Regions from separate parts of the Sus scrofa genome. Here regions 1, 2, 3, 4 and 6 are each linked to region 5. Evidence: chromatin contacts called from public HiChIP or PLAC-seq data. All regions are on one chromosome and are shown on one strand. Each heading gives the region's core, a stretch centred on a gene start, on an enhancer-like site or on the middle of the called end of the contact. The rest is flanking DNA. Distances are from core to core; before and after follow the strand shown. Region 1 holds the start of NFIA (nuclear factor 1 A-type). Region 2 has its middle 72 kb from the start of NFIA. Region 3 overlaps LOC106507659 (a long non-coding RNA gene). Region 4 overlaps NFIA (nuclear factor 1 A-type). Region 5 overlaps NFIA (nuclear factor 1 A-type). Region 6 overlaps NFIA (nuclear factor 1 A-type).

What was found. HiChIP or PLAC-seq counts read pairs in DNA pulled down with a chosen protein or histone mark.
Region 1: a contact with region 5 is called in an H3K27ac HiChIP or PLAC-seq map of skeletal muscle. The contact joins the promoter of NFIA here to the enhancer-like site in region 5. A contact is called at or near these places in 3 of 5 promoter capture datasets (fetal liver, fetal skeletal muscle and liver), 3 of 47 Hi-C or Micro-C datasets (fetal skeletal muscle, mesenteric adipose tissue and psoas muscle) and 2 of 2 datasets of contacts at active chromatin or transcription factors (alveolar macrophages and skeletal muscle).
Region 2: an H3K27ac HiChIP or PLAC-seq map of skeletal muscle shows a contact between it and region 5. The contact joins two enhancer-like sites. A contact is called at or near these places in 5 of 47 Hi-C or Micro-C datasets (adipocytes, alveolar macrophages, embryonic fibroblasts and 2 more) and 2 of 2 datasets of contacts at active chromatin or transcription factors (alveolar macrophages and skeletal muscle).
Region 3: an H3K27ac HiChIP or PLAC-seq map of skeletal muscle shows a contact between it and region 5. The contact joins two enhancer-like sites. A contact is called at or near these places in 17 of 47 Hi-C or Micro-C datasets (alveolar macrophages, brain, embryonic fibroblasts and 10 more) and 2 of 2 datasets of contacts at active chromatin or transcription factors (alveolar macrophages and skeletal muscle).
Region 4: an H3K27ac HiChIP or PLAC-seq map of skeletal muscle shows a contact between it and region 5, with 3 times the contacts expected there. The contact joins two enhancer-like sites. A contact is called at or near these places in 1 of 47 Hi-C or Micro-C datasets (skeletal muscle) and 2 of 2 datasets of contacts at active chromatin or transcription factors (alveolar macrophages and skeletal muscle).
Region 6: an H3K27ac HiChIP or PLAC-seq map of skeletal muscle shows a contact between it and region 5. The contact joins two enhancer-like sites. A contact is called at or near these places in 3 of 47 Hi-C or Micro-C datasets (brain, fibroblasts and psoas muscle) and 2 of 2 datasets of contacts at active chromatin or transcription factors (alveolar macrophages and skeletal muscle).

What each region holds. Positions count from the first base shown.
Region 1 is chr6:151,228,367-151,231,108 of Sscrofa11.1, forward strand. It overlaps NFIA (nuclear factor 1 A-type), which reads right to left and starts at 1,407. Exons shown (of 11, transcript XM_021097780.1): 1 at 987-1,407. The coding sequence starts at 1,076.
Region 2 is chr6:151,300,743-151,303,442 of Sscrofa11.1, forward strand. No RefSeq gene overlaps it. Among named protein-coding and RNA genes, the nearest start is that of NFIA, 72 kb to the left of the region's middle. Within about 2 kb of position 1,374, at least 15 of the 83 cell types and tissues checked have an H3K27ac peak or open chromatin away from gene starts, as enhancers often do. A contact at or near this core is called in skeletal muscle and subcutaneous adipose tissue, where this site is marked.
Region 3 is chr6:151,250,533-151,253,232 of Sscrofa11.1, forward strand. LOC106507659 (a long non-coding RNA gene) reads left to right here. Exons shown (of 2, transcript XR_002345466.1): 2 at 142-874. Among named protein-coding and RNA genes, the nearest start is that of NFIA, 22 kb to the left of the region's middle. Within about 2 kb of position 1,414, at least 41 of the 83 cell types and tissues checked have an H3K27ac peak or open chromatin away from gene starts, as enhancers often do. A contact at or near this core is called in mesenteric adipose tissue, omental adipose tissue, retroperitoneal adipose tissue and 2 more, where this site is marked.
Region 4 is chr6:151,177,876-151,180,575 of Sscrofa11.1, forward strand. All of the region lies in intron 2 of NFIA (nuclear factor 1 A-type), which reads right to left. Among named protein-coding and RNA genes, the nearest start is that of NFIA, 51 kb to the right of the region's middle. Within about 2 kb of position 1,261, at least 16 of the 83 cell types and tissues checked have an H3K27ac peak or open chromatin away from gene starts, as enhancers often do. A contact at or near this core is called in skeletal muscle, where this site is marked.
Region 5 is chr6:150,842,237-150,844,936 of Sscrofa11.1, forward strand. The region is part of intron 10 of NFIA (nuclear factor 1 A-type); the gene reads right to left. Among named protein-coding and RNA genes, the nearest start is that of TM2D1, 230 kb to the left of the region's middle. Within about 2 kb of position 1,280, at least 20 of the 83 cell types and tissues checked have an H3K27ac peak or open chromatin away from gene starts, as enhancers often do. A contact at or near this core is called in fetal skeletal muscle, mesenteric adipose tissue, omental adipose tissue and 3 more, where this site is marked.
Region 6 is chr6:151,118,199-151,120,898 of Sscrofa11.1, forward strand. All of the region lies in intron 2 of NFIA (nuclear factor 1 A-type), which reads right to left. Among named protein-coding and RNA genes, the nearest start is that of NFIA, 110 kb to the right of the region's middle. Within about 2 kb of position 1,278, at least 56 of the 83 cell types and tissues checked have an H3K27ac peak or open chromatin away from gene starts, as enhancers often do. A contact at or near this core is called in skeletal muscle, where this site is marked.

The sequences.
Region 1 (2,742 bases), core at 157-2,656, 390 kb after region 5:
AGAAGAGAGGCTTGTCTATTCCTTCAAAGTACCTGAAAAGCCAAAGCTTTTAAGATAATCAGAGTAAGAAGTTTTGCAATGCTAAGTATGCAATATATCACTTCCGAAAGCTCACTACGGTCCCATAGTTTTTAAGCCACATACTTTTAAAAGCTGAATCTCACCTTCCACAACCCTTAACAACATTCCTGAACTTACAAATAATAATTCATGCAAAGTTAAACATTTCTGTAGAAGAATTTAAAAAAAATAAAAAACTTTTCCCAAAAGGCAATGGAAGAAGGCATACGATTTACGCAAACAAAACAAAACTACACCAATTAGGTTTTCTTTTCTGAAACTCGAAAACTCTTTCCTATTATGCTTGCTAAATCCGGAAGAGCCTGTAGCTTTGACAGCTTGAACCACACCATCCCCTTCAGAGCCGCAGAGAACTTCAGATCTTGTCTGCCCCGCCCCCTCTGGCTACTGCGAGCCAGTGTACACCCAAGCTTCCTCATGATTGGATAAAGCTCTAGTCAATCTCCCAGGTTGTCCCATTGATTAGAGGATCGAATCGTCAATTACTCTCCGGTCCAGACATTTCTTTTCGGGTTAGGTTGACTGCTGAGGCCAGACGTCTTTTTACAGAACCGAGCACGTACAGGATTCCCCCCCCTCCCCTTTCTGGAACCGAGCAAGCACTTGGAGGAGAAAAAAAAATCTGTCAAGCTCAGCAATTTTTTTCAAATCTCAGGAAGAAAAAAAAAAGGAAACCCAGTCCCTAATGCACATAGCAAAATAAATAAATAAAAGCCATCCACAAAGCTACATCTTTAAAACAAAACCATCACAATAGACATTTACCCAGCAATCACGTCAGTGCATATGCAAGCTAGAGAAAATTTTAAGTCTTAGCCATTAACAAAACCATTCTACCATTATTGTTGTTTATAAAACGCATATCGTATAAACGCAAAATAGAAAGTTTAAGATGTACCACGTACCATTGCAATGTAAAAAGAGTACGTGAGAAACTTTAAAATGTTCAGACGAATTGCTTCATTTGTTGTCCCCCTTTTTTTTTTTTTTTGCATTAAAAAGATATCTTAATAAACTTGGAACCGTTGAAAACCCGGAAGAGATTTTTTTTTAAGCTGTTGGCCAATTGCAGGCTTCTTGGAGATTTTTTTTTTTTTTTTCTCCAAATCAGGAGGCTTCTGCAATTGCAATGCGCGCTCTCTGCCTCTCTCACTGTCTCTCCTCTTTTGAAAGCGATCCAACCCGGGCTGGCTGGTTCTCAGATTCTCTCTGGTTTTGCCTTGTGTGCTTTGGATTCTACGAGACTTTGCCGAAGTTGCAATCGGTTCGCAGTCCCTCTCTCCTCTCACTACCCGCTTGTTTATTTCCGCAATCGCTGCAATTTGCATAGTAACCACGCACGGGGCGCCGGGGCTGCCTGCAGAGGGGGCCCGGAGGGGGCAGGGAAAGGCCTTGCCCCCGCTCCCTCCCCCCGTCTCTCTCCCCGCCAGTCTCCTCCTCCCCCACGGCGTGTGGCCAATAGGAGCCCCGACATTCAGCGCAAGCTCGGGTCGGGACACCGTTTGGAAGAAAAGCCCCTGTGTTACTAGGCCCCGCTCACAGGACCGTGTTTTTGGCGCAGTAGGAGTTCCCCTGCTTGCGGACCTCGCAGCCGGTACTAGGGAGATGTGAGGCTATGATACCTTTGCCTGCGGTTGTGCGGGTTTTGCACGTTTTAATCAAGTCTGCACACCTGCTTTCTCGGTTTCTTTTTCCATAGCCTCTGGTGAGTTATTAGGTTAGTTCATGATGGTTAGTGAGAGATTTAACCTTTATTTGCACTGGTGTAGACCAAGAGTTAAAGATCCTCTTTGGATCATTAAATCAAGAGAGTGCAAAATGTCACCGAGAACTTGCAGTGAAATAAAGCTTCTACTCTAGCTTCAGAAAGGAAAAAGCATTGCCACTACTCTCTGCAGATGGCTGAACATAAAAATGGTTAGGTGGGCTCCCTCAAGAATAAAGCTGTTCCTTTAAAGCAGGAGATGCAGTGAAATTCGAATGTAATTGCAAGCGTTTAATTGGTCAATATCCTTACAAAACCTGGGTTCCACAAAATTTAATGCACTTCTCCACCTCCCATCCCCCCCAAAGGAGACCTGTTTCAACATTTAAAGGAGGTAGGGGGTTAAAACCCAGTTGCTGAAACATCAAATCCTTCATTTCACTGATTCGTCTTATATGATTAATCCAGACTCTTTAAGATCAGGTGATCAGGATATTTCAGTGTCAACCTTTTATGTGTTTGTTTTATGCAACAGACTAGGCATTGGTGCAGTGGTGGTGCAAGGGAAGTATCCCTTTAAATGGAAAGCATCACAACCAGGTATTGCCTTTTTTTTTTTTTTAATGTGTTTGCTTTGCATCAGTTAAGTAGCTTAGGACATTTTGCTGAATAACTGAGTGACTGGAAAATGTGTGCTTAAGCTCACTTGATAAAAATTATCCAGTAAGAAGTCAAGAGGAATAGGAAGCAACTTGGCGGTTGCCTGATTTTCTTAACTGTCCTTGGTGAAGTTACCTAATTAATTGATAACAGAACCTCGAGCAGTTAAATCAGAAGTTAGAGAATCCTCCTATTCTATTTTGAACCACATTTTTGGCTTTAGGCTTGCACTTTACAACCAGGTAACTGATGCAGCATTACTAGGAGGTACTATATTGTGACTGCCCTTGGTGTTA
Region 2 (2,700 bases), core at 124-2,623, 460 kb after region 5:
GATCATGATGAGATGATGGATAACGAATGAATTTTGGAGGAGGGGGCGCTCATGGGAAGAAAGATACTTGGAGACTCTTCTAATAATCCCAGGAAACGTCGATGCTGGATGGGACCCAGCTGGGAGCAGTGGAGCTGGTAAAAAGTAGATAAGTTCTCGATATGTTTGGAATAGAGAGCCAACAGGATTATCTCCAAATTATTGTTGACACCTTAAATGGAGTTAACATGATCCTCTTTTGAGGATTTTTTACAGCTTCAGTGTTTTATCTCATGTGATCCTTACGTTAATCTTGTGATGGAGGAGGAGATGGCAGCTGCATTCCTGACACAGAGAGGTCGAATTGTTCTCCTAGGGCTACACAGCCCGGAAATTTGCTGAACTGGGACTCTCAGCATCTCAGTCCCCAGCTCCTTTTCCATTCTCTCTCTTTTCTACTGGCTACCTCTAGATCTGAGCTCTTACTAGATTTTACCCTCCATTTTCTGAGCTCCTACCAATTCATCACCGTCCTTAAGGGCCTTGCCCATATCCATCCAAACCTCTAAATGCAGCGACTCTACAAGGACAAACAGGGGTCAGCAGAGACGTTCTGGCTCCCGGGCCCTGGATCCCCTCCCTCCATCATCTTTCACCTCCCTCAGTTCTTTTGCTCCCTCCAACCCTGTTCATCTGGACTGAATTCAATTATTTCTCGCCCTCTCATTACCGTCTGACCAAGATTTATGAGTTGATAATTGTCTGAAAGTAAGACCACAAAGTATCATTTGTGTTTGGGGCCAACCTTCCTGGTGACCTTTAGGATTAAAGGCAAAATGAAAAGTGTGATTTCTGCAGAGCCAAACAGGGTAACGTGATCCAACCTGGCTAATCGTCCAAAGCCTCGGATTTCCCTGGTTGAGGACACGTTAAAGCTGGCACAAAGGGGGACAACTAATCCTGCAGGTTCACTTCACAAATTAAATTTTTGAAGGCATCACCACCTCTCTTTCTCTCGCCTTTGGTGCATTCTGCGTGACGTTTTCCAAACAGGATGATGACAACAGCTCACACCTCTATGGCCTCTATTGGATTATTTTTACAGGCTATTTAAAAACACTTTTTGGAGAAGCCCTAATTGAAAACAGACCTCTCCCCGCATCTGAGTTAGCAAACGGAGCATTGCTGAGGGTGAGAAGAAAATGAATCCATGGAAACTTTCCCAGGCGGGCGGGTGAGACCTGATCCTGAACTTCCCCGAAGCCCTGCGTGTGTGATCTTGGCCCTTCCTGATAGCTCTTCCTCACGTGGCCCTGGCTGGTCAAAGACAAAAGCAGAGAAAACACTACTTGGGACTCAGTCTAAAGCTTCCAACCAGCCTGAGACATTTGTGGGGCCTTTGTGGTTCCCGGTGGGGAACGTGCAGTACTGTGTCATTCTGAGTTAGAAAGCCACTTCCTAAGGGAAGAGGGCAGTTGGCCCGTGTCCCATGCACTGAATCATAAAATGAGAAGGCCTAATAAATATGAAACAGGAGTAACGTCTTGCCTCTGCTCCTGCAGGCAGTCTCGGTGTTGAGTTCCGCATGTATTTATTGTACCAGGCACTGTGCTCGGTCCTTGGGGAAAAAAGAATTCTGTAAAACTTCAAGGAGCTCACAGACTAGAATCTCCCCTCTGAGGCAAGGACCCAGACTCTGCCAGGCTGGGCCCGGGGCTGGCGCTGGGCATGTGCTGGGCTGATGGGCACACACTGGCCTTGGAGCCAGAGGAACCAAAGCTGCTGGGTTTGGACAAAGGAGACCCAGGAAGCAAGGACTGCTTGTGGGGTCAAATCCAAGGGGTTGAGGGTGGGAGTGAAGGAATAAAAGCTGGGGTTTCCAGAGGGCAGAGACCACATCTGTATTTTCTACCAGTGCACGCACCGTACACCTGGTTTACCAAAAGATACAATCAACAAACTACTTTTGAACAAACTACTTTTTAACCAACTTTTTGAACACAGTCTGGGAAACATGTATTTATTCCACTGTGGAGCTTTTCTTCATGTGTAGTTTGTTTTATGTCTTTCTTTTCTTTTTTTTTTTTTTTTTTTTTTTTTTTGTCTTTTTAGGGCCACATGTGCGGCATATGGAGTTTCCCAGGCTAGAGCTGGGAACTGCATCTGCCAGCCTAGGCCACAGCCACAGCAATGCCAGATCTGAGCCACATCCATGACCTACACTGCAGCTCATGGCACCGCCGAATCTTTTCTTTAACCCACTGAGTGAGGCCAGGGATTGAACCCGAATCCTCATGGATACTAGTTGGTTTTTTAACCTGCTGAGCCACAATAGGAACTCCTGTAGTTTGTTTCCTATAGAAATTTTAAACCAGCCCAGTCCACATTGCATAGACTCTGGAGTTCAGCTGTCTGTCCCATCTGTAAAATGGGACTATGAGTAGCAGGATCAAGCATGTAAAGCACTTACAATAGCACCTCGTCTGAGTTAAGTGCTTCATAATGATGATTAAGTGCTCATGAACAATTTTCAAGAGTATTCATTAATAAACCTGAGCTTCGCAATCTCTCAGATTTCAGTGGCGCATTCCAAAAACCTCCTCACTTGTTCCCAGCCCGTCCTCTTTGTTCTCTGTCTGACCAAGGCTTGGCCCCAAATCAGCTCTGTTCTGCACCTTCCTTCTGGACTTGGCCCCTGGCTCTTTTGGTCTGCTGTTAGTA
Region 3 (2,700 bases), core at 164-2,663, 410 kb after region 5:
TCTTTTCTGTCTGTAATGCCAGCAACCATTTGTCCTTAAAAACTTACTATAATGATTCTTTCAAGGCCTTTGAGAAAATGTAATAAACAACTAATTGGAAAAAAAAGTAAAACCCAACTCTCACTTATTTTACTTTCTCAGATCAAGGAAACGGACTTCAAGCAAAATAATCAACTTTATGTAGTTTATTTTTAAACTCCTCTATTTTCAGTAGCTCATTTTCTTCCTTAACTAAGTCACACCGCTTTGTTCGAGTTCACATCTACCTCTCCCACGTGTCCCCACTAACCGACTCAGTGATTCGCACCCAGCGAGACCGAAGGAGTGGAAACCGTCCTGAAAGGAGCCCTGCCGGCATTTGGTCCCAGGGTAAAGCGCTCCATTTCAGAAGTTCTGAGAAAAGTGTCTTCTTCCGAAACTACCAGTGGAGCAAATCATTTACCTAATTCATTCAAGAGCCTCCATAGGAAGGACTTTGGAGCCTGATGATCCTCATAATTCGGTACTAATGAAAACCCCTTTGGCCCTTCGCTTTCGGCCCCGCGAGAGACGGCATCCGCTCCCAGGACGAGAAGAGCGGGCCTGGCTCGCGGCGGCCCCTCCCCATCTAACCCCAGATGGCACAACCCGAGAGCACAGCGACGACGGCGGCGACTCCAGACGCCGCCCGTGCCACCGTCCTATCCGCCACTGTGCCACTCTCGCCCCCTCTCCTCCAGCGCGGGCCCCTCCCGCTTTCCCTTCCTTCTCACCCTCCCCAGGGCTTTTTATGGGGGTAAGAGGTAAATTGGGAATATTTCCTCTGTCGCGAAACATTCTCCTTCCTCAGCCATCTCCCACTCGGGCGGATTGGAATTAAAATCCGGTAATTCAACTTTGCTGCGAAAACTCGGGTTCCTGGGGAGGGGCCGGAGGGAAGGAAGACCCCGCGGTGAATGCGCAGCCCTAGGAGGCTCCCATCCCGCCTCGCTGCCGCCCGGCGGGGAGGATGAAAGCCGAAGGCCGGGGAGGGGCTGCGCGCTCCCCCGAGGGGGCTAGGGTTTGGGGCGGAGGAGGCCGAGGCTAGGTGGCGAGTGCGGGGCCGGGGCTTCAGGGCTCGCGGGTACCCGGACCCTCTTCCCAGGCTGCGCGCTCCCGGCCCTGCAGGTGCACCCCCTCCGCCCCCTTGCAAGCCCCTCCAAGAAAACCGCCTTCCGGCCCAAGTTCGGTCCTTGGAGGCTTTGAACGTGGCCTTTCAGAAGTTTTTAAAGCTGCTCCGCCCCGCGCAGCATTCAAGGGTCACACTCCCCTCCATCCCTCCACCCGCGCTACAGCTGCAGCACCAGGGGGTGCAGGGAAGGAGTGGGGCGGGGTGTGGGGGGAGGCCGTCGGCAGGCCGAGGCTCAGGGGTCCAAGCACCGCCCAGAAGCGCCAAGCTCGGCCTAGAGCGCTTGGAGATCCGCTCCCGAGCCCAACCTCTGAGGAAGCACAGGCAGACAGCTCCTGCACCGCGCCAGCCACGGGGGGGTGGGGGTGGGGGTGGGGGAGAGGGGAGGGGAGGGGCAGTGGGGAGAGGAAGAGAGACCGGGCGGGGGAAGGGCACAACCACATTACCAGGGTTCCTGTGCTGAGCTGCAGCCAAGGGACTATTTAAACTGGCCTTGAGGGGAGGCAGCTGGTGACCCGCGTCCTCGCCCTCCAAGTTCCCCGCGAATCAGGGCGCCACCTACAGGCAAGTTTCGGATAGCAGGAGGGAGAAAGGGAGACAGCCCGTCAAGGAAAGCCACCCAGGGGAGCAGGACCCTGTTTTCTCCAGGGCCATCTCCCGCTCCTGAGTCTGAGTTCTGAGCTCCAGAGTTATGGATCTACTGGCAGCAGCAAGAGTTCTGAGGGCACTGAGAATGAGCTTTTAGGGAATGAGGAATTGAGGTAGTAAATACAGGAGTTGGAGGATTCATGGACCAAAGTCCCTCTTCTAGGCTGGTCTTAGAAAATGCAGCTTGTTTCGCTGAGAAGAGTGGCTGTGTGGCCGTGGACAAGTTGCTTGATCTTTCCAATCCTTGGTTTCTTCATCCCTTAAAAGAGGTATAGTGGTGCCTGCCTGACAGGGTCTTTTCTAGAATTAAACGAGATAATGTAGATGAGAAACTGCAGGTGCCTTCTAGAGGGAGATTTCATCGATTTCTAATATGGAAAAACTGTCTTTTAACCTAGGAAATCTAACTTATAAGACTTTGTCTAGCTTCTTTCTGTTTGTTGAAGATTAGGGCCTTTGAAGAGGATAGAGAGAGTCAAAGAGGTGTGAGTGTCTGATTAGGATAGAAGGACCAGTTAGTGGAAGTTTTGACAACTGCTCTCTAGCTAACCCCCTTCTTATAGACATATAATAACATATTATATTTATGCATCACTTAGTATTGCTATTTACTATTACCTCATTTAATTTTATCACTTATATGGCATATGTTTTTCCCATATTGAAGATGTGAAAACAAAGACGTGGGGATACAAGCCATAGCTGGTACCTTTTTTTTTTTTTCTTTAAAGAAAATTTCCAACTTAGCAGCTCTAGATCTGTATTTCAGAATCTACCTTTGACATCAATTTATTAAGCACCTACTATGTGCTTGGTTATATATATTAGGAATTTCACATGTGATTCTCAGGTCTCATGTGATTCTCATATCATGTCTGTGAAGCAGGACTTCAAGATCTCCCTTC
Region 4 (2,700 bases), core at 11-2,510, 340 kb after region 5:
GGCCTTAAGCTAGACACACGAGCGGAGGCAAGTCGCCTTACAGGTTGACCTAACTTAATTTCCTCATCTGTAAACTGTATGTCATAAAACCCACACGTAAGTTAAACAGGAGATGGTGAGCACGTGCCCGAGCAGTATCTCGAGAGAGGAGGTATTCAGCATCAGCCACCTTCACTCCCACTCCCTCACGTCCCTCTGGAAGTATTTACGCAGAGGCTGTTGGGGGCATCACACGGGAGTTTCTAACAGAGCAAGGCTGTGGGACGCAATGGCCTCTAAGATCCTTTTAAGTCTAGGATTTGGTTAGCACAGCTATTCTGAGGCGATAGCTCTTCTACGTGAGGCGTAGGATGTTGACAATGATTTACTTTCGTCCTTCTCCCCTCCTTGAGCAGCCACCTGAAAATCAGAATGAATGCTCTTATTTTTCTTCTTCGGTATTCTATGCTTGCTGGCTCATTCCACTTTATTTCAAAGAATTTTCCATAAGCTCTTAAATGTTTCCATATGACACCATATTCTGCAGGTAACCTGAGTTCATACCATTCCCCAAACACGAGTCCCTGTAAAAGGTTCCAGGATCTCTTTGTGTGCTCTGAATAGAATTTGTTAGGCTGCCAAATCATTCGGTCTTCTCCAGATAGCCTTGTCGTTCCTAACTTGGTTATCAAATTCTGTTATCAGCATATTTTAATCAAAGCCTTTCAAAAACAGTCTGAGGGTTAGGAAACAGCATAAGGTCTAAATGAAAAAAGGCCAGAGGCTAAAATATACCTACCAAGGGGGACAAAAGCGAAGGGCTATTCTGACTTTGCTTTAGGACACAACAACAGCGGAAGCTACTGTCCTCTTAGGAGGGGGAGAAAAAAAAATGCCAGCTCAAATGTCACATGTGAATAAATTATTGGCCGCGCATAAACAACAACAAAAAAGGAGGGGTTCTGGTTTTCTTCCTAACCCGTGAGTTTACACAAGACCTCTTTAAAAAGAGGGAATCTTTCTTTTGTCAAGAAATCATCATCTGCTGCTTGAAGAATTTAAAAATAAAATGAAACATTAAAAAAAAAAAAAGGAAGAAAATTCCCGGGCTCCGCGCCTCCTAAGGCAGCAGAGATTCACTCCTCTGGTGGTGAGAAGCAGAGATGGTGGGCGCGATCCAGAGTCACAGCTGCTTGGGAAGCCGCCGGGCGCTCCTGTCATTTCAGAAGCCTTGCTGTGCACACACATCTGAGCGGGGCCACCTGGATTCCCTCCTCCCGTGGAGGGAGGCCAGGTTACAGTCGCTCCATCCATGCCACTCTCTGGAAGGAGGAAGGTCTCTGCACAGAGTGTGTGCCACCCTCCATGCAGCCTGCTCTTTCAAACAGGGCGATAATTAAAAAGGGGGGGGGGGCAAAAAAACAAACAAAAAAAAAACCCCGGCTGCCTCCTCCCATCCAGCCCCAATTTTATAACCAAAAGAAATCATTGTTTCTTTCATTATTACTTTCTTTCAACCATGACAATAAACACTCTTTGGCAAGTACCTCATCAGAGGAAAGCTATTCAAAGAATTTCACATTGATAACACCACCCGTGTGGTGCTGGAAAGAACTTTGTTGATAATTCGTCCTGAACCTCTCACGATCCAGATACCTGGAATGTCTGCTCCTTGGCCAACGGAAGTAGAAAACCTTTAGGAAGGATTCGTAATTCAAATCTTCCTGTCCGTTCTGGACAGAATGAATTTTCCTTCCTTTGCGACCCGGCATCTCTTATACGCCCCTGATGCCATTGTGCAGTTGTGAGGTCCCGTCTCCACTGCAAGACCTGAAGCCTCTTGAGAGAAGGGCCCAGTCTTTCTCCTCTAGGGGTCCCTGATGCCTCGCATAATGGTCAGCTCAGAAAATTCTCAGTTGCCTCAACCAATGGCTGATGAATTAAGTGGGATCAAAGGACACTGAAGGTCAAGAAGCTAAAAGGACTGGCCAAGGATCACAGGGCTACACCAGGAACTAAATCCCCCAGTGGGGCTCTCTCTTCTCCACCGGGACTCCCCCTGCCAAAAAAAAAGGTGAGAGGAATGGCTTAGGACTTTACCGTCTCTCAAACCCCAACTGTCCTCCTTTCAGCCCAGAAGCAACTCTTCTTCGAATAAGACACTCAGATTCAAGAAAAAGGAATCTGTGTTGCCTAGTATTAAATAATTTGATAAAAAGCTGGTAAAAACAGAAAGGTTTTACACATGCAAATCTGCCCTTGCACCCAATTTCAATTCTCTTATTTTCCTGATCTATATTCCTGCTCTCCAGATGGACCATCAGCTTTATACCAATGCCAGCAACAGCTTGCGTATTGTTTGTTTAAAACAAAGATGATGGATTAAATATCATATGCAATGTGAGGAAAGAGGTTAAGGCTAATATTCCTGTTCTGAAATATATCATAAACCCAGTCCATGAGCTTTTGTCCCCAGTGGATTCGTATAAATAAAAATTTAATTTTATTTTTCAGACTCATAAGAGGAAGCATGCATTCATCTAGAATATGGAGCCTTTCCATCGCTCCAGATTTATTCTTGTTCTAAGGCATCATTACCCTCCAAATTATACAGACTTATGTCATTTCATTGAAACACTCATTCACCCATCACATGCCCAGATCCAACAGTAACACTTTTGTTTTACAATTATGCCAAAATGAGCAAACTTGAAATTCTTT
Region 5 (2,700 bases), core at 30-2,529:
GGCACCTGCACTTAAGGAGCTGTCCTACGGAAAGCAGATGCTGGATTGTAGACTTCTCTGTCTTTCAAGGTACCAACTACCCCTGCTTTTCTCCCAGTAGGATCTTTAAAAATATATGCCAGCTGGTGAGGCTGCGTATCCAGTGTCTGAGGGACCCAGAACCGAGTCTCACTTTTTCCACACCAGTGGTGTGATTTCCAGGAAGCAGGTCTCTGTCCTTGGGCCCCCAGAGGGCTACTGTGAGGGCCGTTCTGAAGTTTCTTTTCTTTTCTTTTTAGGGCCACACCCATGGCATATGGAAGTTTCCAGGGGAGGGGTCGAAACAGAGCTGCAGTTGCTGGCCTACGCCACAGCCACAGCAATGCGGGATCCTTAACCTACTGAGCGAGGCCAGGGATCGAACCCGAGAGTCCTCATGTATACTAATTGGGTTCGTTACCACTCAGCCACGACGGGAACTCCATTCTGCAGTGTCTGACGCCGCTTTCTTCTGACAAAGGTGACACGGCGTCCCCAGGTGTCAGTTATGGTATTGCCAGCCATGGGGATTTGATCTCTGCAGTCACTTTTCTTGCCTGATTTTGTTAATTAAAGAAAGCCTGTTTTCAATAACGCTAAACCAAGACTTGTTTATTGTACAGGAAGCTATTAAAATGTTAATGGGCCATGATTGGCCCCTGCTTACCTTTTCGGCCTTATCTCTTCACTGCTTGTACCCAACACTTGGGCTGTCTTCAACGTCTTCCAGGTGCCCCCAAGTCAAATGCTTTCTCCCTGCTGGGCCTTGGCATAGCTGTGCCCCTCTCCTTGGCTTTGCTAACACTTGTTAGTCCTTGCGTTCTCAGACTAAGTCCCTTCTTCCAAGGGGTTTTTCTCTAGGCCTTTAGTCCTGGGTTTACCTCTGTCACGGTTACTGAACTGTAATTACCTGCTTTTCCCCTCAAGAAAATGGACTATCTTCTTCTATGTGGCAAGAAGGCACCAGGCCAGTGTCTTGCCTGGTGGCTGGATAAATACTGTTGAATAAAGGATGCAAGAAAGAAACGAGGCATCTCCAAGGTTCCCGAAGCCTGAGGTCAGTTACCCAACAAGGCCTGTAGATGGGTGGCTTCTAGCGTGGCTGTGCCACATCCATGCTCTCACCTCATGTCCACGTTTCCCCAAGTGGCAGGTGCTCTCCCCAGGGAGACACAGGGCTCCACAGGCGACCCCGGGCCGTTCTGACTGAAGAGCTCTTGTGACGGGGCCAACGGCAGCCGACTGCGTCCGCAGCATGTGCAATAGTTTTGTGACGTGGACTGCTGCCTACTTACTACGAGCACAGAGGAGTCGTCCAAACCACCACTCCCTGGAGAGTGACCGTGCTGCTCCCGGCCAAGACCTCTCTTTGGTTCAAACCTCAAGACGGGAAAACACTAATCTTTTTACCCAATAAGCCATGCAGCACCTCCAAACCTGGAGAGTACACACACAATCCAATTATTCCGACTCCTGTTCCAAAGTCAGACTCTCTCATGGCATTCCAGCTTGCCCTGGTGTCTGCCTCACCATTCAGTACAGTTCTTTTTTGGATCTCCCTTTACATTTGTATCAAGTAATCTTTTACCTCGTGAAACCAAAGACTTCTGAATTAAAAACTGCACTCTGGCCCACTCACCTTGGCTCTGCAGACTTCCTGGAGGGCTGTGTGCATTGCGTGCGCTAAGAGCTTGGGCTCTGGAGTCAAGAGTTAACAGAATCCCATCACTTAACTAGTACACTGTTATGTGCTAGTTAATTGAGCTTAGGTTAAGTTAGCACCTCTGGGTCTGAGTTTTAGACTCTGTGCAATTGGAGGTAACTTGATCAGCTTTTGTGAGAACTGACTGAGCTAATGCCTGCAGAGGGACAAGGATAGAAAACCCAAAACCGGGGTAAATAGTTCTCCAAACATACAGTGTATACAGGCGTTTTTTAAAGGTCCACAGGAGACCTACGGAGGACCAGTTCCCTTGGAAAGGCATCGCTCACCAAGGAGACTTTCTCTTATTTAATGATATAATTTCTTAGTTAAAAGTAGCAGCTGTGTCAGTTCCATTTCCCCAGTTGCAAGAGAAAGTTCTTGAGAAAATAAAAATCTGTCTTTAATTGCGGTATTAAAATCAGAGCAGCGAAACCAACCGCACAAAAGGAACTGGCTCAAGTTTATGAAAGGCATTTGGGCCCTTGCCTTGCAAGGCTGAACTGCACGCCTTGGAAGTTGGGGGTGAGGCGGGGAGAGGGGAACCAGGGGTTGGGGGGGGGGCGGGGGAGAGAGTAGTCAGGCAACCAAGTGGGACAGCAACAATCCTATTTTGGTTTTTGTTAGCGAATGGCATACTACATAGATCAGAGACTTCTTATAAAATACAAACCCCCACTGTACACAAAGCACAGGAAAATGTGAGGAAAAAAGGGAAAAACGAAAAGCAGCTTAGGGTGTGTTAACGCTGCTATTCTGTCAGCTTAAAGAGTATTTTATGCTTGATCAACAGCTCTTTTTTATTGTGCTTTTCTTTCATTCATTCAAGACATCAAAGCCGGGCACCACCAGTGTACCTGCCCTTCTGGAGCCGCTTGCGAGGGGTTGTAATGAAGCACGGCTCTGGGAGCCGGAGACCCCCGCGGACACGGCAGTTCAAAGGGAATATTTCCACAATGATTACATTTTGTAAATCTTTT
Region 6 (2,700 bases), core at 28-2,527, 280 kb after region 5:
TGTTCCTAATAAGCCTGCCAAGACTCCATATTTGAAATATGCAGCTATCCTTCGATTGACGTCTTTCTAAAGTGCTTAAATCTCAGGTTAATTCTCATTTGAATATTAAGTAGCCCACCATTCGGCTGAGACATATAAATGGAGCCTACAGGGTTAAAAGAATGCAAGTCAAGTCAAGTCACAGACCTCTGTGTTATGTCTGGGACAAGTTCATAAAAGCAATTTTAAACTCCTCTGTTTTCTTTCAGCTCCTTCCTTCGTGTTTATGTGCAAATTATACCTTACTCTCTAGGTTGTATTTTGCCATTTTCCTCTCGTTTCCCAAAGAAAGCTCCCCAACGTGACAATGCTCTGAAGGGGGGGCGGGGGCAGCATGAAGTTCCTCTGAGTTCCTGCTCTCTTCGAGCACGGCTCCTATCACACAATAATGTGTTATTTTGTTGAATTTTGGCATCCATCGAGCTTGTTTGGTCAGAAGCCAAAAAATTAGAGTGTGTCGGTCCACCAGTTTCTCAGCAGAGAAGCTCTCTTCTCACCCAGCGAGTGTGCTGTACCCTTGGCCTCTGGCCAAGAAGGGAAATCCATTTTACATAAAGAATGCACAAAGCTCAAGTGCTCAGAGACTTTTTACCTACTAAAATAACTTTATGGACAAATGCCAGTCTGCTAGACACATTCTGCAGGAACATTTGGCATGCAAAACAAGGTAAAGTGCTCTGTGGAGGTAGCAAGTTTTTCAGCAGCGAGGAAATGGCTGAGCGTGCCCTCGTGGCGCGTCACGTGCCGGGCTCGGCCGGCGTGATTGGCTGCGGCCGAGTAAATACAGCCGCCATGTAAGGAGCCCGACGTCGCCCAGCGCCGGCTTCTTAAAATGGCGGCCGAGTCCGCACCACGAGAGGCCGGCCGGCCCCACTCCCCACGTTCCCCCCTGAAGTTTTCTGTTTTTGTTTTTGTTGTTCACAAAACCTTACGGATTTGAGTAGAAACAGATTTCTCACAACTTGCTTCTCCCGGCTCGATTTCACAGTTCGGCATACACTCAGGCTCTGTCAAAAGCTTGACAATGTTCCAGGGAAAATATTAACTGTAAACTTTCCAAGGGGAATTAGAGGCGCAGGCAGGAATGTCAGGACGCCCTCCCTTCAGAAAGCACATCCCCAGGTTGCGCCTGGAAGCGTTTGGGAAGGACGCACGGGCAGCCCGGGCTCCAGGGACCTCCAGGATGGTCCCACTTGGCCGAGCCGCCGGGGGGCAGGGGAGGGCGGGGGCAGGACACATCCTCCCTGGCGAAGAGGCACGGAGGTCCCTCGCTCTCCCGCTCAGGCCTGACCAGTTGAACACTGCACACTCTGATGTATAAATATTTGCCTCTGGCGAAAGTTCAAGCAGCCCTGTGTGGCTGCCAGACACAACAGAAAACCAACATCCAAGGGAAAGTGTTTACTGCAGCGGTGGCCAAAGGAGCAACTGCCAGCAAAAGATCGCCTCGGATTGGCCAGGCCTGCCTGCGGTGTCCTCCTACAGCACCTGGCCACGGGCCACTGGCCGCTGGGGTGTTCCCACCCTTTGGGTAATGGTTCTGGTCTTTAATGCACAGCCTCGCCACTCACGCCACACGAGACCCACAGACATGCTGATGGTTTCGCACGTGTTCCGCCAGAGAGAGGGGCCCGAGCGAGCCAGACCACCCATATACCTGCTCCCACCGCTGCAAAACAAGTGTCTGCTCCTTGAAGCCACCTCAGTAGGGCCCGTGACCTTTTCACACCATCCCGCCTCGCCAAACCAGGGGCATTTCTCAGGCCCAGCGACTCCGGCACGCTGCCCAAGTCTCTTCCCTATCTAGTCCATCATTACATTCCTCAATCACCAGCATCTGATGAATTTAAGCACCTCTGAAATGCCTGCAAGAAAAGAAACTAGGAGACCTCTGATAGATAGCTGCAGTAAGATTTTTTAAATAAAGCCCTGCATCCTTCAAATTCTTTCTCCAAAAACCAAAACCTACATTATGCTATTTTATCGGTGCTATAGTTCTGAAACAGGTAAGAAAGCAGCTGCCCATCAGAAGTTTAAGGCCTCTAATTAGGATAAAGGAACTGAATGGGAAAAGCATCTTGAAGAAAATCTCTTCAGAAAAGTTATGCATTCATGATTTATGCTAAGCAAGTACCTAGCAGGGCAGTGTCTTTCCATGGTTTTCAGTTTTCAGTGTTCAGGGAAGTTTGACTACAACCAAGATAAGTCATCATATTTTTAAACCACTGTCATCCATGTAACATTTCTTTTTCATAAACAATAATCCATGAATCGAATTCTTCCTCAATGCTGCAACTGAAATGTTTCTGTTTCGTTGAACTGAAAACTCACAGAGAAAGTGGGCCAGAAAAATCGAAGAATATGAAGATGAGAGCTGCTTTTATGTAAAATTTTTGATATTATGGAACAATAATTTAGGTAAAGCAAGCCAAGCTATTATAATTTCAACTATTTCAAATAAACTATAAATTTCCTTAATTGAAACATTTGCCATTGGTTAAAAAGAAAGATTTTACATCCAGGCACAATTTTAGCGTTCTAGCTTTGAACATTCTTCAAGGTCCTGAATCTTGACTGATCTCAGGCTTAAAGAAACTTCTAGGAGTTCCCATCGTGGCGCAGTGGTTAACGAATCTGACTAAGAACCATGAGGTTGCGGGT